Linked DNA regions of Ovis aries: region 2 is linked to region 1. Evidence: chromatin contacts called from public Hi-C data. All regions are on one chromosome and are shown on one strand. Each heading gives the region's core, a stretch centred on a gene start, on an enhancer-like site or on the middle of the called end of the contact. The rest is flanking DNA. Distances are from core to core; before and after follow the strand shown. Region 1 overlaps SAE1 (SUMO1 activating enzyme subunit 1). Region 2 holds the start of BBC3 (BCL2 binding component 3).

Region 1 (2,617 bases), core at 71-2,570:
GTCGAATGGAGTTTGCGTGAACGAGGGAGGCACTGCCAAGTCATCTGAGGGGCAACGGGTGCTGCCATCAACGTGCCAAAGGAGAGGTGGAGCCACTAGCCAGCCACCAGGAATGTGGCTGTAAAGATGGGGCTGAGAGGAGGATGCGAGTTGTCAACAAATAAATGGCTCAGAAAGGAGAAATCAAAGCAATGAATCACTCTTCAACTGTGGAATTTCACAACTAATTCATGAAAAAGGGACTTCCAGGGCCAAAATTAGTCACCCACTACTTCAGAAGGGGTAAAATTAAGTCTATTTCTTAGCATGTCAGAAGCAAATCTTTATGTTTAATCTTTAAAAAGCTATCACAGAGAGTATCCACCCCCAAGAATCTACCCACTCCTGTCCGGCAGCCCCCTAACAATAAAGAAACACGGGCAGCAACATGGGAGCACACTGGCGGTCATTCATCCTGAAAGTTTTCAGAAGTGACCCTGATTTTCACATACTTCAGCCTGGCATCCTCACCCAACTTCAAGTCATCCTGGAAACTCCAAGGGGCAGCGCCTTGTGGTGATAAAGCGCCCCTGCACCCTCGGCCACCGCCCGTGTTCTCCCCTCCCTGTGTCAGCCCCTCAGTCATGTCTGACTCATTGTGACCCCATGGACTGTAGCCGCCAGGCTCCTCTGTCTATGGGAGTCTCCAGGCAAGAATACTGGAGTGAGTTGCCATTCCCTTCTCCAGGGGGTCTTCTTGACCCAGGAATCGAACTCAGGTCTCCTGCAGTGTAGGCAGATTCTTTACCATCTGAGCCACCAGGGAAGCCCACCCAGTCCTTCCTCTGACACAGCTGTGTGATCTCAGGCAGGTCCCTTAACTTCTCCGGGCTTCAGGGTCTGCTGTAAATGGAGATAAGACAACTAACGTACTTCCCTGCACCCGATGCAGTGCCTTGTACACAGTAGGCATTTTGCAACTCACAGATACAGAAAGAACTGGCTGTTTGGAGCCAGGAAGTCAGAGTCGTTCTGTCTCAACATCTGAGCTTTTTCTTGACCCTGTTTCCTGTGACTGGCTGCTGATCCTGGCTTGGGTGCTTGCAAGACTGTTCTTCACATTTCAACTCTAACAACTCTTCCTCAGGGAAACCTTTCCAGACACTTCCTCATCATAAAACCGCTGCCATCTCCTTTACGTGCTGTATATGGTACCCACTTCATGCCTGTGCCCAAGACCTGTTTCTGGGGAAATCTCTCTGATGACTCCTCCTGGGCACCAAAGGAAGCACACAGTGTCCTGAGCACCAGTCTCTGGGCTGGGCATCTGCCCGCCACTGTAGTTCTCACCTTCGCACAGGTGCTAGAAAGGCCTGGCCAAGCATCTTCCTAGACGGTGTGAAAACCACAGCTCTGTTTTTCCTCTTTGTTTTTTAACGTTTCTAATTTCGGAGCACAATGTGTACCTTCAAGCACAAGTGGGTGTACAACATAGGGTTGAACCTAAGGAAAGGGGGGAGGGGAAGGGAACCCTCACCAGAAGCCTTTCACAGGAAACAGGAAGTGGCTGCTTCCCCACCCCCATCCTGCAAGGCTGAGAGCATAGCCCAACTAGTTGAAAGGGCAGAATCTAAACCCAGGGATTTTTGAATTGGAGGAAAACTTCGGAACTGTGGAGCAGTCACTGCCAAAATGGAGACGGCACATTCTCGCAAGGTGGCCGAGCCCCGGCCTGGCCCCAGCCTTCTGCAGCTCCCGGGGCAGCCACACAAAGACAAGGTTTGGAATCCCGGAGATTGTCATGAGGAATGCCCTGCATGCCTCACGACCTTCACGGCTCAGGGCTGGAATCCAAGCCTGAATTGTCCCCGTGAAACAGCTGACTAACAATGTCAGCTGGGGAATATTTTGATACCTTCAAATTGGGCCCTGTGGAGGAAGAGGCTACACAAAGAGCTGTGTGCCTGAAGAGCCCGCAGAATGGTACGCAGAGGCCACCCAGGGTCTGCCAGGCTGCCCACATTCTCCTCATAGCTCGCTAAAGTGGCTCCCCAGAAGTCTGACTCCCAGGAAACTTCGCCAGCTGCCTCAGGGCTCTAACTGGCTAGGGCTCTCTCTATTTGAACGTGAAAGGCCCGCCTCAATCAGAGAAGGCCCTTAAGCCATAAAACCCTTCACACCAAGGCCAAGTGTCACACTTGTAAGAGGGTGTGATTTAATACCAGTATTAAATATATATATAATATATATATATATATAAAATATATATACACACCTGAGAACACTTGTCAATATCAAGACCTTTCTTCTTAAAAGGTTATTTGGTGGGGAAAAAACAAAAACTTTATTTTAAAAAAGCAATAAGCAATTCAAGTTTAAACTGTCTCCCTGCCCATTAAGGAGCCTACTAAATTGTCTACCAATTTGAAAGCAAAAAAATCTGTACAAGAGTAATGGCTTGTGCTCAACAACAGTCTTCTTTATGCTACTCCATACACCAAAGGTTCAAACTGCTGGCCCACAGAGCAGGTAAGTGAGGAGGCACACGTTCTCTTTAGTCTCTACACGGTGCAAGGGAACAGCGTGCAAAAAGGCTGCTGGCATTAACAAGTCTGAGACAGAGCATATGAAAAAAATC
Region 2 (2,617 bases), core at 62-2,561, 54 kb before region 1:
TACCAGGGTAGGGGCGGGCCGCACCTGGACTCCACCCGCGTCTGGAGCTGGGGGCTTGGCTGCCTGGGTCTCCTGGGGGTGAGGACTGAGGAATCTGAGCCTCTCTGGAGTAGCCTGGGCGCTCACATCAGGGTCCCTTGGGGCTGCAGGCTCGCGGTCCCGGATCCCTGGTGGCCAACTAAGAGCACTGGGAGCCAGGATCTACCAGACCTAGGGTCCTGGGCATCCCAGGGCCCCAGGACTTGGAAGGGACCCCCTGCACACTGTGAGGGGCTGGGTCACCTCGCCAGGTGACTGGAGGAGGGGAGGCTCTGTGACACTTGGGGCTTCACTCCTGGGTTCCCGGCATGTGCGTGGTGGGGGGAGGGGGGAGGTTGAGTGCCAGGGAGCAGAGGGCGTGGCTGTGGGGTCAGATGCCTGCGACCTGGTAGATCAACAAGCTAGACCCTGGGGAAAATGACTCGGAGGGGAGGCGAGCTCGCTCGCAGCCTACCCCTTGGGGCTGGGTAGGTGGTAGTCTGGATGAACTGGACACCTGAGGGTCTAGTAACTGGTGTATCTGTGGGGTCTCCCAGAATCAGTATGGTGAGGCGCCAGGATGCCCACGGACTCTGAGACATCTCGTTGCCTGAGGGCCCAAAGACCAGAGTCTCTGCTTCCTGTGGGGGTGGGGAGCTCAGTTCTAACTTTCTCAGAAGCCGACCTGCCTGGGTTCCCTCTGGGGGCAGCCTGAATGCTTCTTTCCAGGGACTGGGAAACTAGCATCCCTTGGTGGGGGGTTCATATGCTCGTTGTCACAAGACAGGGCATGCCTGAGTCCTTTGAGGAGAAGGGGAGACCCCTATTTTTATGGGATCTTTTTCTGGGAGAGATTCCCCAGCCCCTGTGTTTTTTTAAAGTCAAGATGCCTAAATCCTGTTTGGGGAGGGTCTGAGGTGGGGGTGGGGGCATGTGCAGACAACCAGCTCCTATCTTTGCGGAGTCAGGATGCCCAGGTCTCCCTCTGAGAAGGGGAGGCTTGCTAGCTGTTTCCACAAGGCCGACTCCAGCGTGCCGTCCTGGGGAGGGACGGGATGCGCGGCCCCTATTTCCAGCCCATCCTAAGTGCCCATCCTCGTCAGGGAGTGCGAGTTACGGTGAGGGCCGGGGGGGTGGGGGGGGGGGGGGGGGGGGGGGGGGGGGGGGGCGGCAGTGCCCAGCCCAGGCCTCACCCCAGCCTGCCGCAGGCTTGCAGGCAGTGAGCCCGGCAGCTCCCCGGGGCCCGCCTCCCCGCCCCCCGCGCCGAGGGCTCCCCAAGATCCGGGCGGGCGGGCAGGCGCGGCGGCGGCCAATGAGCGCGCTCGCCGTCTCCGGGAGCCGGGCCGGCTCTGCCCGCCTGGCATTGGGCACGCGGTGGGCAGCGGCGGGCGGGGCCTGGGGGGTCCTCGCGCCTGGTTGGGCCAGGCTTGTTGCTGGGTAACGGGGCGGCGAGTTTCCCCTGGCAACGGCGGCGGGTACCGCTCACTGGCTGGCCGGGAAGGAGGGGGGGCGCGGGCGCGGGCAGGCCCCGCAGACCCCAGCAACAGCGCGCGGCCCCCGCCCCGCCGGGGAGCGGTAACCTTCACACGCGCCGGCCGCTCGGACCCTGCGGACACCGGCGCCCCCGCCCAGCCCCCACCCGGCTCCAGTCCAGCCCCGGGGCCTGAGAGGCCGGCCGCACCGAGGGGACCCGGGAGGCCCCCCTCCCCACCGCGGAAAGCCAGGACTCACAGCCTGCTCTGAAAAGTTAAGTCCTTTCCAACTCCCTCTCCGGTGCTGAGAAATCTACTTCCCTGGAACGGCATTCAAGATACCGGGGCAGGTTGCGGGTCCTCAGTAAACTAGCTGGGACGTTGTTTTTCTTCACCCAGCACTTCGCATGGAGCCCAGCACTGCCCTATACGATACTGTCCTACCTGCGTTACAAATCGGAATTCACTGATTAATCTTCACATTGAAGTTGGGGTCCTATGGCGATCGTCTTTGTACACGTGGGGAAACTGAGGCGCAGAAGGAGGAAGCTACTTCCTCAAGGTCATCGTTTGAACCTAGGCAGCCTGGCTCCAAAATCTGGATGGTGTATATCTTCACTGTGTTGACTGTCCCTTTGAGAGGCATTAATAGTCCAAATGAGGGACCTCCCGGGTGGCTCGGTGGCTGACTCTGCACTCCCAAGGCAGGAGGCCCAGGTTCTATCCCTGGTCTGGTCGGGGTGCTAGGTCTCACATGCTACAACTAAAGACCCAGTGCAGCCAAATAAAGAAAATATTCAAAATGAGAAACTGTGCCAGCCAGTGAAACACACTAATGGCTGGCCCACAGGCCGGACTTGAAACCCCTGCCCCAACCTGAGGGTCTTAGCTGGAAGACCTTCTCTGGATTCTCAGAGAATCAATAGCTCCCCCACACAGAGAAATGATGTGTGAAGGACCCATTAGAGCCCAGTGCTTTATTTTTACTGACCTTCTTACTCAGAAGAATCCTCTGACTAGGGACCTGTGCTGTCCCAACTCACAGGTGAGGAAATTAATCGAGGAACAGAGATGGGACCACTTGCCCAGAGTCACACAGCCCGAAGGTGGCAGAGCTGGGGATTCTA

What was found. A called contact is a pair of places that touch in the nucleus more often than the background predicts.
Region 2: a Hi-C map of liver shows a contact between it and region 1, with 4 times the contacts expected there. The contact joins the promoter of BBC3 here to the enhancer-like site in region 1. A contact is called at or near these places in 13 of 16 Hi-C or Micro-C datasets (blood, hypothalamus, liver and 5 more).

The regions. Positions count from the first base shown.
Region 1 is chr14:53,958,639-53,961,255 of ARS-UI_Ramb_v3.0, reverse strand. All of the region lies in intron 5 of SAE1 (SUMO1 activating enzyme subunit 1), which reads right to left. Among named protein-coding and RNA genes, the nearest start is that of SAE1, 24 kb to the right of the region's middle. Within about 2 kb of position 1,320, at least 15 of the 54 cell types and tissues checked have an H3K27ac peak or open chromatin away from gene starts, as enhancers often do. A contact at or near this core is called in liver, where this site is marked.
Region 2 is chr14:54,012,804-54,015,420 of ARS-UI_Ramb_v3.0, reverse strand. It overlaps BBC3 (BCL2 binding component 3), which reads left to right and starts at 1,311. Exons shown (of 4, transcript XM_027978529.3): 1 at 1,311-2,617.